Regions from separate parts of the Sus scrofa genome. Here region 2 is linked to region 1. The links are chromatin contacts, called in public HiChIP or PLAC-seq maps. All regions are on one chromosome and are shown on one strand. Each heading gives the region's core, a stretch centred on a gene start, on an enhancer-like site or on the middle of the called end of the contact. The rest is flanking DNA. Distances are from core to core; before and after follow the strand shown.

Region 1 (5,843 bases), core at 2,444-4,943:
GGATCCATGCATATTTATAGACCTATATCAGCACAGCAGAATGGCGGCCCATGAGTGGAGATTAGTAACGAGGGGCAAAGCAAAGCCAGAAAAGGATGTCACATGGACCAATGACAATAGTGAGCTTTTAAAATTTTAGGGGGCTTGAGGAAGTTCCCAGGCCAGGGATCAAACCCACACCACAGCAGTAACCACAGCCACAGCAGTGACAACACCGGGTCCTTAACCCTCTGAGCCCCGAGGGACCTCCCAATAATGGGCAGGAGATACGATCAACTTGATTTCCTGCCTCAAAGATTAGGAAATGCCCTCCCTTGAGGTGTGGTCGGAATTACACACAATGTTCATAGGTGTCCTTGGCACAGGGTTTGGCACATAGCAGGTGCTCCAGAAATGGCGGCTCTTTTTGCCGTTCGCTCACGGAGCACATTGGTACCAAGCACTACTTGGTGCTGGGCTTGGTGTGAGGAGCTGTGGAAGAGGGAAACTGTATGGCTCAGGGACTGTATGCGAGGTGGCAGAGGGGACGTGACAGCATCAGGAGAGGGAACCCTCATCCGGGATGGCAGAGACTGTGCCGCCAGACCCCCTCACTTTCCAAAAGGAGGCCGAAAGCGGCCTCATTTTCAAGGCCACGCAGCAACTTTGTGATGGAGTTAAGAGCAGTCTCCAGGGTCCTTTCCGGAGCATTATCCAGCATTATCCGAGCCAGCCCCCCGGGCCTAGACCACTGGGAGGGGAAGCTGTATCTCCTGTCACGCCTTTTCCCCCAAAAGCCCTCCCTGAGGCCCCTCCCTTGTTCTTTGTTTGTCTGTTTGTTTAGGGCTACACTTGCAACCTATGGAGGTTCCCAGGCTAGGGGCTGAATCAGAGCTGCTGGCCTACACCACAGCCACAGCCATGCCAGATCCAGGCTGCATCTGCAATCTTTGCTGCAGCTCACAGCAGGCCAGGGATCCTTAACCCACTGAGCAAGGCCAGAGATCAAACCCCATCCTCACGGACTCTATGTCAGGTTCTTAACCCGCTGAACCACAATGTGACCTTCCCCTCCCTTGTTTATACACCAAGCTCTGTGTGTATATGTATTGGAGAAGGGAATTAACAGATTTGTGGGGTTTTTTTGTTTTGTTTTGTTTTTAGGGCCACACACACAGCATATGGAAGTTCCCAGGCTAGGGGTCAAATTGGAGCTGTAGCTGCTGGCCTATGACACAGCCACAGCAACGCCAGATCCTTAACCCACTCAGTGAGCCAGGGATTGAACCTGCATCCTCATGGATACTAGTTGGGTTGTTACTGCTGAGCCATGATGGGAACTCCAATAGATTGTGGGGTTTTTTGGGTTTTTTTTGTCTTTTTGCCTTTTCTAGGGCCACTCCCGTGGCATATGGAGGTTCCCAGGCTAGGGGTCTAATTGGAGCTGTAGCTGCCGGCCTACGCCACAGTCACAGCAACTCGGGATCCGAGCCTCGTCTGCGACCTACACCACAGCTCACAGCAATGCCAGATCCTTAACCCACTGAGCTAGGCCAGGGATCGAACCTGCAACCTCATGGTTCCTAGTTGGATTCATTAACTACCACGCCACGATGGGAACTCCCACCAATAGATTGTTTTTAAAGTGCTGTTTGGTAGCTAAAATGCATAAGGAGACAGAGGTGCAGCTCTATGGAGTCAGCCTCCTGCTTGTCCCCTTCTGAGTGACCTGAGCAACCCCAGGTCAGGGGCTCCCAATCAGAAGCAACATCTACCCCCAGCCCTCAAAGCTGAGCCTCAAATCTTACCACTTAAATGCCACCCCAAGGAGAGTGAGAACTTTGCAATCGCCTTCTAGCCTTTATCATCCTTTTACTCATCCCTCAAATACCCTGTTCCCCCCAAATGACAAGAGGTCCTCCAGAGAGGAGGAGGGGGTCCCTGAGGGAGCCCAGAGCTCTGAGATCTGATGGAGGGGTGGGGAGAACTCTGGGCTGGCTCCTTGGGTAGCAAGTCCTTGGGACGGCTCCAGGGAAGTGAGGAGGTGGTCAGAGAATCCCAGAGAAGGAGGGGTGGACATGGCAAAGGAGAGGGAGCAGTCCCCAAGGGCTCTGCCAACATCCTGCCAGCTTTGAGTCACAGGGCTATAAAAGCCTTTTTTACAAGGTCAAAAACTCTCAGAAGTTTTCCCACGGCTTTCAAAATGAGATTGGCAAAGAACTGAATAACATACTGATTTTCCAGGACAAGCACATGTCAGATATGAAGAGAGATGAAGGGGACAGCATCCTCTGAATGGTGGGAACTCTCCATCCCCTGGGAGTTCAGCACAGCCCGGAGAAAGGATAATGGGATAATGCGATGCTGAGGAGAGGTGGGATGGCTAACACGCATGCGCACTTACTCTGCAGCCCCCCCCCCCGCCCCCCGCCCGGCACTGTGCTAAACCTCGACTAGATTATCTCCATTTAGCCCTCACACTGCAACGCTATGAGCTGGGCACTGCCATGTGCCCATTTTACAGATGAAGGGACAGTGCAGAGTTAGGGCTCACCCAGGATCACACTTTGGGAAGTGATAGAGCAGGACTGGAACCCAGATTGTCTCACTCCTGAGTCCACGGCCCTAACTGCTAAACAAACAGCAGCTTAGTTCGGTCATTAGGGATCCCCCAGCATATGGCTGAGGACCCTGGATAAACAGATCCCAGGGTAGGAAGCCAAGAGCTCATCATTCAGTGCTCATTTTCCCTTAGGAATATTTCTTAGGGAAAGGCATTCCAGGAAAAATCAGTCTCTAGCCTCTGGAGCATACTTTTTCTTTCTATAGACGATTATTGTCATTGGTATTTTATGACTTGCTCTCCACAAACCGAACAGCAGAGTCTCTCCCTGGGGTTTTATCACAGCTGACCTCCTTTCCATCGGAACTGATTTTCACGCGTTTTTCAGCACACTCAGCAGCATCACCGCTTATGGAATGTTTGAATGACGTTATTATAAGCGATTTAAAGAGATTTTAGAACACAAAAGCGAAATAAAAGCCATCACAAGTACTCAAGGCTAGTCTGGAGCGTGTAAACCACAGTTTGGTTCAGGCAACACTGGGGAGACCAGGCGGAGTTCTGTTTACCGGCTACAGTGGCGCCGCCGTGTGGCGAGAACATAAACACCGTTCACGCTTTACTTGGATTGCCAAGGGGAAGCTTCTGAGCCGAGGGCTTAGATTTGTCACTGCCCGCCGTGCACCTCCCCGCAGGCTTTTGACCCCCTGTTCAGCTCTTAGACTAGATGGGCGCTACCCCTTGGCCCTCGGTCTCTAGAATTGAACTACTGCTGTTCGACTGGGTGCACTGTTTCCTGCAGGTTCTCTGGTCCTTAGCTCTCCGCGCGCGGTTGCTGATGTTTGCCTCAGGTTGTGAGGCTTTGGAAACTGCCTGGATCTGGAGGGAGCTGCTTCAGAAAGGGTTGGATACTCTCCCGCAGGCCCTACACACTACAGACAAAATGGCATTGCTGTTTTAGACTTGGGTCAGCTCAGTCTGTTGTCCCCTCCAGGGAAAAGGTTCAGATATGCAGTATTTTTAGTTTCATGTTGAATGCTCAGGGATTTGGCTCTCTGCAGAAGCCGCCAGGGTCTCCTCTGAGTCTCACTCTTCCAGGCTCCCGGTTGTTGTGCAGTGAGGACGCCTCCTGGAAGCCAAAGCCGCACTTCCCACATGGCCCCTCCTGCCAGCCGGGCACCTGAGATGCGAGCTGCACCCAGGCCAGCTCCACCATCTGCTAATGGCTCCCCTGCTGCTGCACCTTGGCAGCCAGATCCGATGGCCCAGATGGCAACCCCTGCAACTGGTGCATCTGTGGGCTCTGCCCTCGGCCGCATGATAGGTCATGCCATCCCTCGGGGCTTCAGTGGAGGAAGAAATGCTGAGCCCCAGGAGCCTCAGGGACCCCAGCTGGCACAGCAGCAGGAGATTGGCCCATGCTTCTATGAGGTGAAACAGTTTTTGGTCACCAGGGTGCCCTTAAGCTTTGTGAGAGTTTCATCGAGGTGCCGAAACAGTGCAGAAGGGCAAATGGATTAGCTTAATCAAGACGCTCCATTGATGGAGTTCCCGTCGTGGTGCAGCGGAAACAAATCTGACTAGGAACCATGAGGTTGAGGGTTCGATTCCTGGCCTCACTCAGTGGGTTAAGGATCTGGCGTTGCCATGAGCTGTGGTGTAGGTCGCATACATGGCTCCGATACCAAGTTGCTGTGTCTGTGGTGCAGGCCAGCAGCTATAGCTCCGATTGGACCCCTAGCTTGGGAACCTCCATATGCCATGGGTGTGGCTCTAAAAAGCAAAAAAGCAATAAAAAATAAATAAATAAAAGCTCCGTTGAAGACACAAAAATCATCCCTCATGACCTAATTGATTTAGTTAGCATCAAAATGTGATAGTGAAGATAATACGTGTGAAATCAAAGTTAAACCTCTCCTCTTTCACTAAGAGCTTTCGTGTTTCTGAACTGCCGTGGAAGAGCGTGGTCTTTCCACAGTCTCACACTTTGAGGTGGTGTTGAGTTTGGGGCTGGGCAGATGTTTGTGTGGCCTCTTAAATATGCTTTCTGATGTTATTGTTTGTGAATGAATTCGAATAAAGTGGTTTTCTTTCCAAAAAAAAAATTTTCTTAGGGATTTGTAGTCACTGAATGCGTGTGTGGGCTGATGAGTGATATTCCTGTTGAACTAGGGGTCACCTCATTAGATAAGGGCAGAGCTGAGACCAAAACTCAGGTCTCTCGACCGTCCGTCCAGGGCTCTTTGCCGTGAGCTCCGGCTCTGCTTGGTCAGCCATGGGACAGAGCCACTGTCCTGGGCCACCTCTCACTCCCAGAGCCAGGAGTGAGAGCTGAAGCTGGGGGAACACCGTGTTCCTGGAATGGGATTCTGTGTCTCATGCCAGACAGCACGATTTTGTTTCTTGTACCTCTCTTTTTTCTTCTGTAAAATGGGAGCAGAGCCTACTTGATCCTTCAGCTGCAGCTGAAAGCAGGAATGAGATTGCAGTGGGATGGTTTTGTGATGAGTAAGGATGATGAATCTCTGTTCACGCTGTATAATCTTGAAATCGTGTACCAGACCCTAAATCTTTGTGTTTTGAAATAAAAGCCCTTTCCTTTAGCCTCCCAGGCCTCCCCGCCAGTCACAAAAGGCTGACTCAAGCGTTCATGACGAGGAAATACAGGTACAGCTAAAAACTAGCTAAAACAGTCTCTATTTTGCTATGTCCTGCCTTCACACACTAACTTATCACTAATGTTTACTTTTTTTTTTCTTTTGCCATTTCTTGGGCCACTCCTGCGGCATATGGAGGTTCCCAGGCTACGGGTCGAATTGGAACTCGAGCCACTAACCTATGCCAGGGCCACAGCAATGCAGGATCCGAGCCGCATCTGCAGTCTACACCACAGGTCTCGGCAACGTCAGATCCTTAACCCGCTGAGCAAGGCCAGGGATCGAACCCACAACCTCATGGTTCCTAGTCAGATTCGTTAACCACTGAGCCACAACAGGAACTCCTTTCTTCTTCTTTTTTTTTTTCAATGTTTACTTTCTAGTTAGAGTTATGTTGCACTTAGGGTCTGGGTTTTCACCAATGATCTCTTCCTTGCTTAATTGCTATTTTTACTAATGGTTACTTACTAGTTAGTAATTTGCTAGTTAGTAATATTTCACCTTTACTAATGGTTACTTGCTAGTTAGTCACTTGCTAGTTAGTAATATTGCACCTCGTGTTTTCTTTTGTAATTGAAACACCCCCTAACACCCCTTCCCTGTCAGCAACCTTCATCCCAGAGAGACAAGCAAGGAAGGATAAC
Region 2 (6,557 bases), core at 2,729-5,228, 110 kb before region 1:
GCATTCAGAATCTTTGAAGTTTTCATTCATCGTGTAAGAACAGCCTGAGGAGGGTTTGGGTTTGTTTTTTGTCTGTTTTTTTTTTTTTTTTTTTTTTTGTTTTTTTTTTTTTTTTGTTGTTGTTTTTTGCTATTTTTGGCGCTCCGGCATATGAGGTTCCAGCTAGGGTTGAATCAGAGCTGTAGCACTGGCTACGCCAGAGCACAGCAACGCAGATCGAGCGCGTCTGCAACCTACACCACAGCTCACGCAACGCGGATCGTAACCACTGAGCAAGGCAGGACGAACCCGCAACTCATGTTCTAGTCGATTCGTTAACCACTGCGCCACGACGGGAACTCCTTAAGTTCATTTTTAATTAGCTTAAGGCTGTAGAATCTGAACGCCACCAAAGGGTAGCTGCCATTTAGGAGACAACTCGCTAGAGATGGAACCCGGAGGCCTGAGTTTGAATTCTGACTCAGGTGCATTCCTGGTAGCTGGTCACCTGAGCAAGTTGCTTATCCTTCCTGAGCACCAGTTTCCTAAAATAAAGGGGCAATAATGCCGTCGTGCTTGGGAAGACTAAGTGAAATAATGTGTGGGAGAATGCTGGTGTACTCTCGCTCGGTTTTAGTTGTGTTTGTGTTAGTTTTTGTTTTTTTTTTATTTTTACTGTCACAAATTACCACCAACTTAGTGGCTTCATTCAACACATTTATTAGCTCGCAGTTCTGGAGCTCAGAAGTCTGGGTGAGTCCAGCTGGTTTCTCTGCTCCAGGTCTCTCAAGGCAGATGTCAAGGTGGTGGCTGCCCTGGGCTCTTCCCTGGAGGTTCTGGGGGCAGAATCTGCTGCAGGGTGTCGGCAGAGTTCAGTCACACGCTGCTGTGGGACTGGAGACCCACATCCTTGCTGGCAGCCTGGGGTGGTCCTCAGCCGTCGAGGCCGCCTGTGCTCCCTTCATCTCCAAAGCTAGTCGAGTCCTCACATTTCAGATCTCTCGGGTCTCCCCTTCTGCCTCGGCTCTCCTAGAACCACCTGGTTAGGCCAGGATAACCTCCGACCTTAAGCACATCTTTGAAGTCCCTTTTTGTCGTAGAAGGTAACTATTCACAGGTTCTGGGGATTAGGCTATGGACATCCTCAGGGGTCCATTCTGCCCACTACTGTGATAGCATTTTAGAGCGTGAGATGAGGTTCTTGCCCTGGAGGATTTATAATCCAGTGGGGGAAAGAGATGAGAAGTGTAATATGCAGCCGGAAACATCCAATCATCAGGAGTTTGTATGGGATGTCCTAGGAGCCCAGGAGACTTTATCTCCACCTGACTTGGCCTGTGGTCTTTCCATGATGCCTGCTTGTTCTTTGATGTGTTTTGTCAAGATCCTTCAGATGGAATCCGTAACACAAAACACCGCCATGTGATCTGATTCCTAAGTGTCCAGAGAACAAAGCTGCTGCCATAGCTCAGTGCTTGGGACGCTGCTATTTAATGAGGAAAGGTCTTCACGGAGCTGTTTTCTTTGATGATGCCATATAACCTCACCTCATCTCCCCGTGTTTATCTCCCGTTTTTCCTTATTAACCCCCCCTTGAGAGCTTCCGTGTCCTTCACCCCGCCTCTCCCTCTGTCCATGTCCATGTCTTTATTCCTTCCCTCTTTCGAGTTTTCTTGTTTCTTACTGTTTTGAATTAGAAGGCATTTGTCTGGGGCAATGTGGAGGTTTCTCTTTCATTCTTGCCGCTTGTCATCTCTGCTTTAATAATGTTTTCTGGATGTTTCATCAGATCTTGGTGACAGTTTTGTAATAATAGCAGCCGTCATTTATCGAGCAGTTACCTTGTGCCAGGTGCTGTGCAGAGTCCTGCACATTCAGCTTCTCATTTAATTTAGACAGTCTGTGAAGTGTAAGTAATACTTACCTTCATTTGAACCTGGCTGGGATTTGAACCCAAATCTAAGTCCAAAGCCTGTGCGCGACACCATGCACTACAGTAATGTTAAATGGGGGCTGAAAATGAGCGGCAGTGTGAAGGAACCAGATCATCACAAGCAAATGCAAGAAACCCAAATGCCAAGTTCACTCTGTCTTCATAGCCCCTGTGACAGAGGATCTGCTTCCAGACCGCCGATGACCCCCGTTTCCCACCAGAGACACTCAAAGTGATTCCTGCGCGTTAGACTTCGGACAGATGATTTTAGCTGGTGCCACAGGTCATGTGTGGGCCCTGGTCTGGCATTCCACAGAAGAGCCTACTTTGGGGGTGGGGACAGGGGTGGGGTGGGGCAGGCAGGGGATGTGGTGTGCCCTGTGGCTGGAGAATACCTTCCCCACAGGGCTGGGTGATTCAGATCTTCAAGGATTTAAAATGATGCCTGGAGATCCTGGAATGGCGCAGTGGAAACAAATCCGACTAGGAACCATGAGGTTGTGGGTTCGATCCTTGGCCTCGCTCGGTGGGTTAAGGATCTGGTTGTGCACTGTGGTGTAGGTCACAGACGCGGCTCGGATCTGGCGTGGCTGTGGCTGTGGCGTGGGCTGGCAGCTGTAGCTCTGATTAGACCCCCAACCTGGGAACCTCCATATGTCACGGGTGCAGTGCTAAAAAAGCAATAAATAAATAAAAAAATGATGCCTGGCACTTAGTAGGCATGCAATATATGCTGGTTCCTGTTCTTCTAGAAGGTTTTCTTTAGTTCATGGGTGTTCAAGCCAGTAGACACTCTTCTAGCTCCACTTGAATCTAGGGTCAGTGTTGAGAAGGCACAAGATGCGTATCTGTGTTGGCTCCCGTCCAGTCCTGTGAATCACACCAATTCTCATAAGTTCAAGCGCAGAGAGAACTGGGCTCGGAGGCCAAAGAAGGCAAAATATTTCTTTTTCCCATTCTTGAGTTCTTGAGTTCTTGATGTAATGGAAACAGATGATCCTGGGTTCAAATCCAGGCTTTTGCATTTGCCTGCTCCAGTTAGCTGCCTGACTCCATCATGGAAAGAATGTGGGCTGTGGCGAAGGGTAAACCTGGCCATTTTACTCTGTCACTTGTCCCTCCTAAGGCTGTCTCCTCACCTGTGAATGGAGGCAACAGGCCTTCTTCTCTTGCAGGGTTGCGAAGATCAGAGAGTGACGTGAAGATGAGAGAGTAAATCAGGATGCGGCAACCCAAGCCTGTGAAAGGCCCAGAGCCTTTGCATGAGCCATTCATTCATTCAGGGCCCTGGTAATTCAAGTTGAACAAGGAGTTCCAAGTTTGAGTTATTTATCCTTTTCCCGCTCTAGCAGGAGGGCAGCCGGCTAAGGTAGCCGTGGATGCTCTGCCCACGGGCCACAGCGGGTACGGAGGAGAGCCTTGCTGGGCAGTGGAGGTGCCAAGTACCACCTAAACCCAGCCAGACCGCATTCTATCTCCCAAGACCCTGGCGCCAACCGGTGTTGCTTCAGCTGCTCGTAGTTAATGCGCCTTTACTTGGAAACATTTTCAGCTCCTGAGAGCAGGACAGGGCTCACCGTTCACCTCCCTCCCCGCCCTTGTCTCCTTGCGACTGGGATCCGCATGCACCCTGCTCCCAGCCCAATTTATCGCCCTTCAAGGCTCACCAGGCTGTGGGCCCAGGGCCAACGTGGCAGGGCCGGTGCGTGCCGAGAACTTTTCCGGGAAGGGGCCCGGGAGGGTCTTGGCGGGCAGCCCGTTAGCCAAGGCTTAGGACCCCTGGATGGGAGAGTGAACCGATAGGTACTCATGCCTGGAGCGGTTGCAAAACCCTCTGTCGGGAGGAAGAAACAGCTCAGAGGCACTTGGTGGAAGGGGGGCCCTCTGCCCGGCCCTCCTTTCAGGTGCTGGGGCCTCGAGGGGGTCCCATTCCACTTCGGAAGGCTGGGAACGAGGAAGCGCTTCGGACTAGACACCCCGCCTCCCCAGTCTCCCGGGGTGGGGGTGGGGGGCGTGGTACGGCGGCCCCTCGGAGCAGAGAGCGGGGTGAGGGGTCCGCGCGGCGGCTCTGCCTCCCGGGGAAGTGGGGCTCGGCCCAGTCCAGCGCGGGGAGGGGCAGGCCCTCCGCTGCCCGCGCCTGCGGGGACCCTACGCCTGTGTCCAGAAGAGGCCGGCGTCCAGCAGATGCACGCGCGGGGGGGGCGAGGGGGAGGCGGGGAGGAGAAAACCCACAACAAAACTTGCGTCGCCGAGAGCACGGCTCGACTTGAATGGCAGGAGCCCGCGCCCGCGGAGCGCAGAGGCGACTCGGAAGAACGCGGTCTGCTGGCAGGGAGCGGCGCGGCGCCGGAGCGCAGCAGGTACCGGGCACGGGAGGCCGGGTGGGCTGAGGGCCCGGGCCGAGCTGAGGAGCGATCGGACTTCCCGCCTGGTCCGGATCGCCCCAGCGGCTGGCCCGGGCGGGGCCGCGCACCTCGCCCCCTCCGCTGGAGCCTTACACTTGGAGGGCACGTCCGGAGAGCTCTTCCTCCGGGGCGCGCCCCTCCGCGATGCCTACCCGGCAGGGGCCTGTTCTTCGGCCAAAGGCTGGTCCCAGCCCCGGGCCCCTCCTGCTGCGCACATCTGGAAAGAATCTGAGGGCGGATGGTGGGGGGGCGGGTGGAAGGATGCGGGCAGACAGGGAATGTGGGGGGCAGGTGGAACCGGGGAAGGGCGAGGACCCCTGTGCTTGGGGCCTGGGCTCAGCGTATGCCCATGCCTTTCCACGTCAGCTCCTTCCAGCTAGCCCACCCTTCGACCTCTTTACAGACAGAGAAACTGAGGCCTAGAGAGAAGCTGAGATCTGCCCCCGGGACGCGCGCACAGGTGAGGCGGAGCCGCTCGGGGCTGGGCTCCTCGGGCCCATGCCGCGCCCTCGCTGAGCACAGCTCTCAGCCGGCGCCCGGTGTCCGTTTGTCCGTCTCTCCAGCTGCCTCCCTGTTGGGACAGCAGGGCTGAGGAGGGGGCAGGAGGGTGGCCCCGGAGCGCGGGCAGCGAGGCCGGAGCGCTCTGGCGAATGCGGTCGAAGCCCCCCGGTTGCAGGTCCGTGAACCGCCGTGGTGCTAGAATACCTGATGCGCCGTCAGGTGGAAGCGGCGGTGAGCTCCTGATGGCCCTGGGGGCTGGGGCGGGGGGCCGTGGGGCCGTGGGGCGGGAGGCAGCTGCAGCCTGAACTTCAAGAGAGGAGCAGAAAACAAGCGTGCGCTCTCAGGGTCCGGGAGGTACAGAGGGATGTGCGCCGGGCGCTTGCTGGGAGGACCATGCAACCTGACCCCCTGCCGTTCAACTTTGGACTGGCGGGGGAAGGCTAAGCGGTGGTGGACCCAGCTGCAGGAGGCACCACGGAAGCCTCCGCTTTTAGGACTCAGGGCCCAGCCTATTCTCAATTAGAATGCAAGTTAAGAAATGTCAGGTTCACTTGAATGCTTTCATGCAATCTTGTGGGAGCATACTTTGCCCCTTTTATCTGAATCTTGGGACAGGTGTGACTACCAGGTGGCACCTTTAGGCCTGGTAGAGTCGGCCGTAAGGGCTCTGACTGTGATCTGCTTAGAACCCTTGATAGTTCCCTATCATCAGTCCCCTAGCCTAATGGCTGATGCCCCCCAGACGTGCACCTCTGCCCCCTGTTTGTCGGGCCTTAAACCCACCTCCCTCTTCCAGCCTCCGATCGCTGGGCCTCCACTCAGGCCCTGCCCTCTGCCCTGAGTGCCTTTCCTCCCTTTGTTCACCTGGAGAACTCCTCCCCAGCCTTCAACACCCGGCCAAGGCTCTGAGCAGGAGTCAGAAGACACAGATTCTAATCCTGGCCTTGCCTTTAAAGTCCTGATCTGCAAACTGAGGGAATCCGACCAGAAAATAATGGAGATCATTTCCAACCCTGCTTTTCCCAAATATATTCCTTCATTTGGCCAACCTGGCCTGAACACCTGCTCCTTGCCTGGGGAGTCAAAGAAGGCTCAGCTGAGCCTTGAAGGGTGCTGTGGGAGGACTAAGGAACTCCCTAAGCCAGCCCAGGGGGCTGGAGCGGTTTCCTGGAACAGGAACGTTTGAATAGGAGCTTGCTGGGGATGGGGAGCCTCTTTGTGCTTGACTTTCCTCACCTGCAAAGTAGAAAGACCAACTCTTAGTCTTGGGTCTTCTGTTATAGTGAATAAGATGCAGCTATTCAGGGCTCAGCCCAGAGCAGGTGATCAGCGGATCTTTACTGAGTTTAAGTGTGGGAGGAAGGTGGTGCTGGGGGCTGAGGCTCTGCCTCCTGATTCGGATCTCCCTCGCCCTTCCTTCTTCCAGTCCTGCCTTAATCCTCTCCTGCCACTTAAGCCGTTCAGGGCCTTGAGCTTTGGTTCCCCAGGGTTGGGGAGGGGACAGGGGATCCCAGGTACTTCCTCAGTAACAGTAACCCCAAGTATGTTGCACTTTGCTGGGTGCCAGTGTCTGCTGGACATGTCATTGATTTAATCCTCGGGAGGAGCTCCCGTCTCCATTACCTAGACTGGTAAACAGGGGCTCAGAGCAGTGACATGACTCAGCCGGGCTCACACAGCAGTCAGGATCGGAACAACCCGCTGCAGACTCAGCTGCCCCTCTCACCCAGCATTATTAT

The links. HiChIP or PLAC-seq counts read pairs in DNA pulled down with a chosen protein or histone mark.
Region 2: an H3K27ac HiChIP or PLAC-seq map of skeletal muscle shows a contact between it and region 1, with 3 times the contacts expected there. The contact joins the promoter of PODN here to the enhancer-like site in region 1. A contact is called at or near these places in 2 of 5 promoter capture datasets (fetal skeletal muscle and liver), 4 of 47 Hi-C or Micro-C datasets (adipose tissue, heart right ventricle, liver and 1 more) and 1 of 2 datasets of contacts at active chromatin or transcription factors (skeletal muscle).

What each region holds. Positions count from the first base shown.
Region 1 is chr6:159,063,256-159,069,098 of Sscrofa11.1, reverse strand. It overlaps the pseudogene LOC102164720. Among named protein-coding and RNA genes, the nearest start is that of CPT2, 4.8 kb to the right of the region's middle. Within about 2 kb of position 3,693, at least 16 of the 83 cell types and tissues checked have an H3K27ac peak or open chromatin away from gene starts, as enhancers often do. A contact at or near this core is called in adipose tissue, liver and skeletal muscle, where this site is marked.
Region 2 is chr6:159,176,877-159,183,433 of Sscrofa11.1, reverse strand. It overlaps PODN (podocan), which reads left to right and starts at 3,978. Exons shown (of 12, transcript XM_013999375.2): 1 at 3,978-4,272; 2 at 4,721-4,777.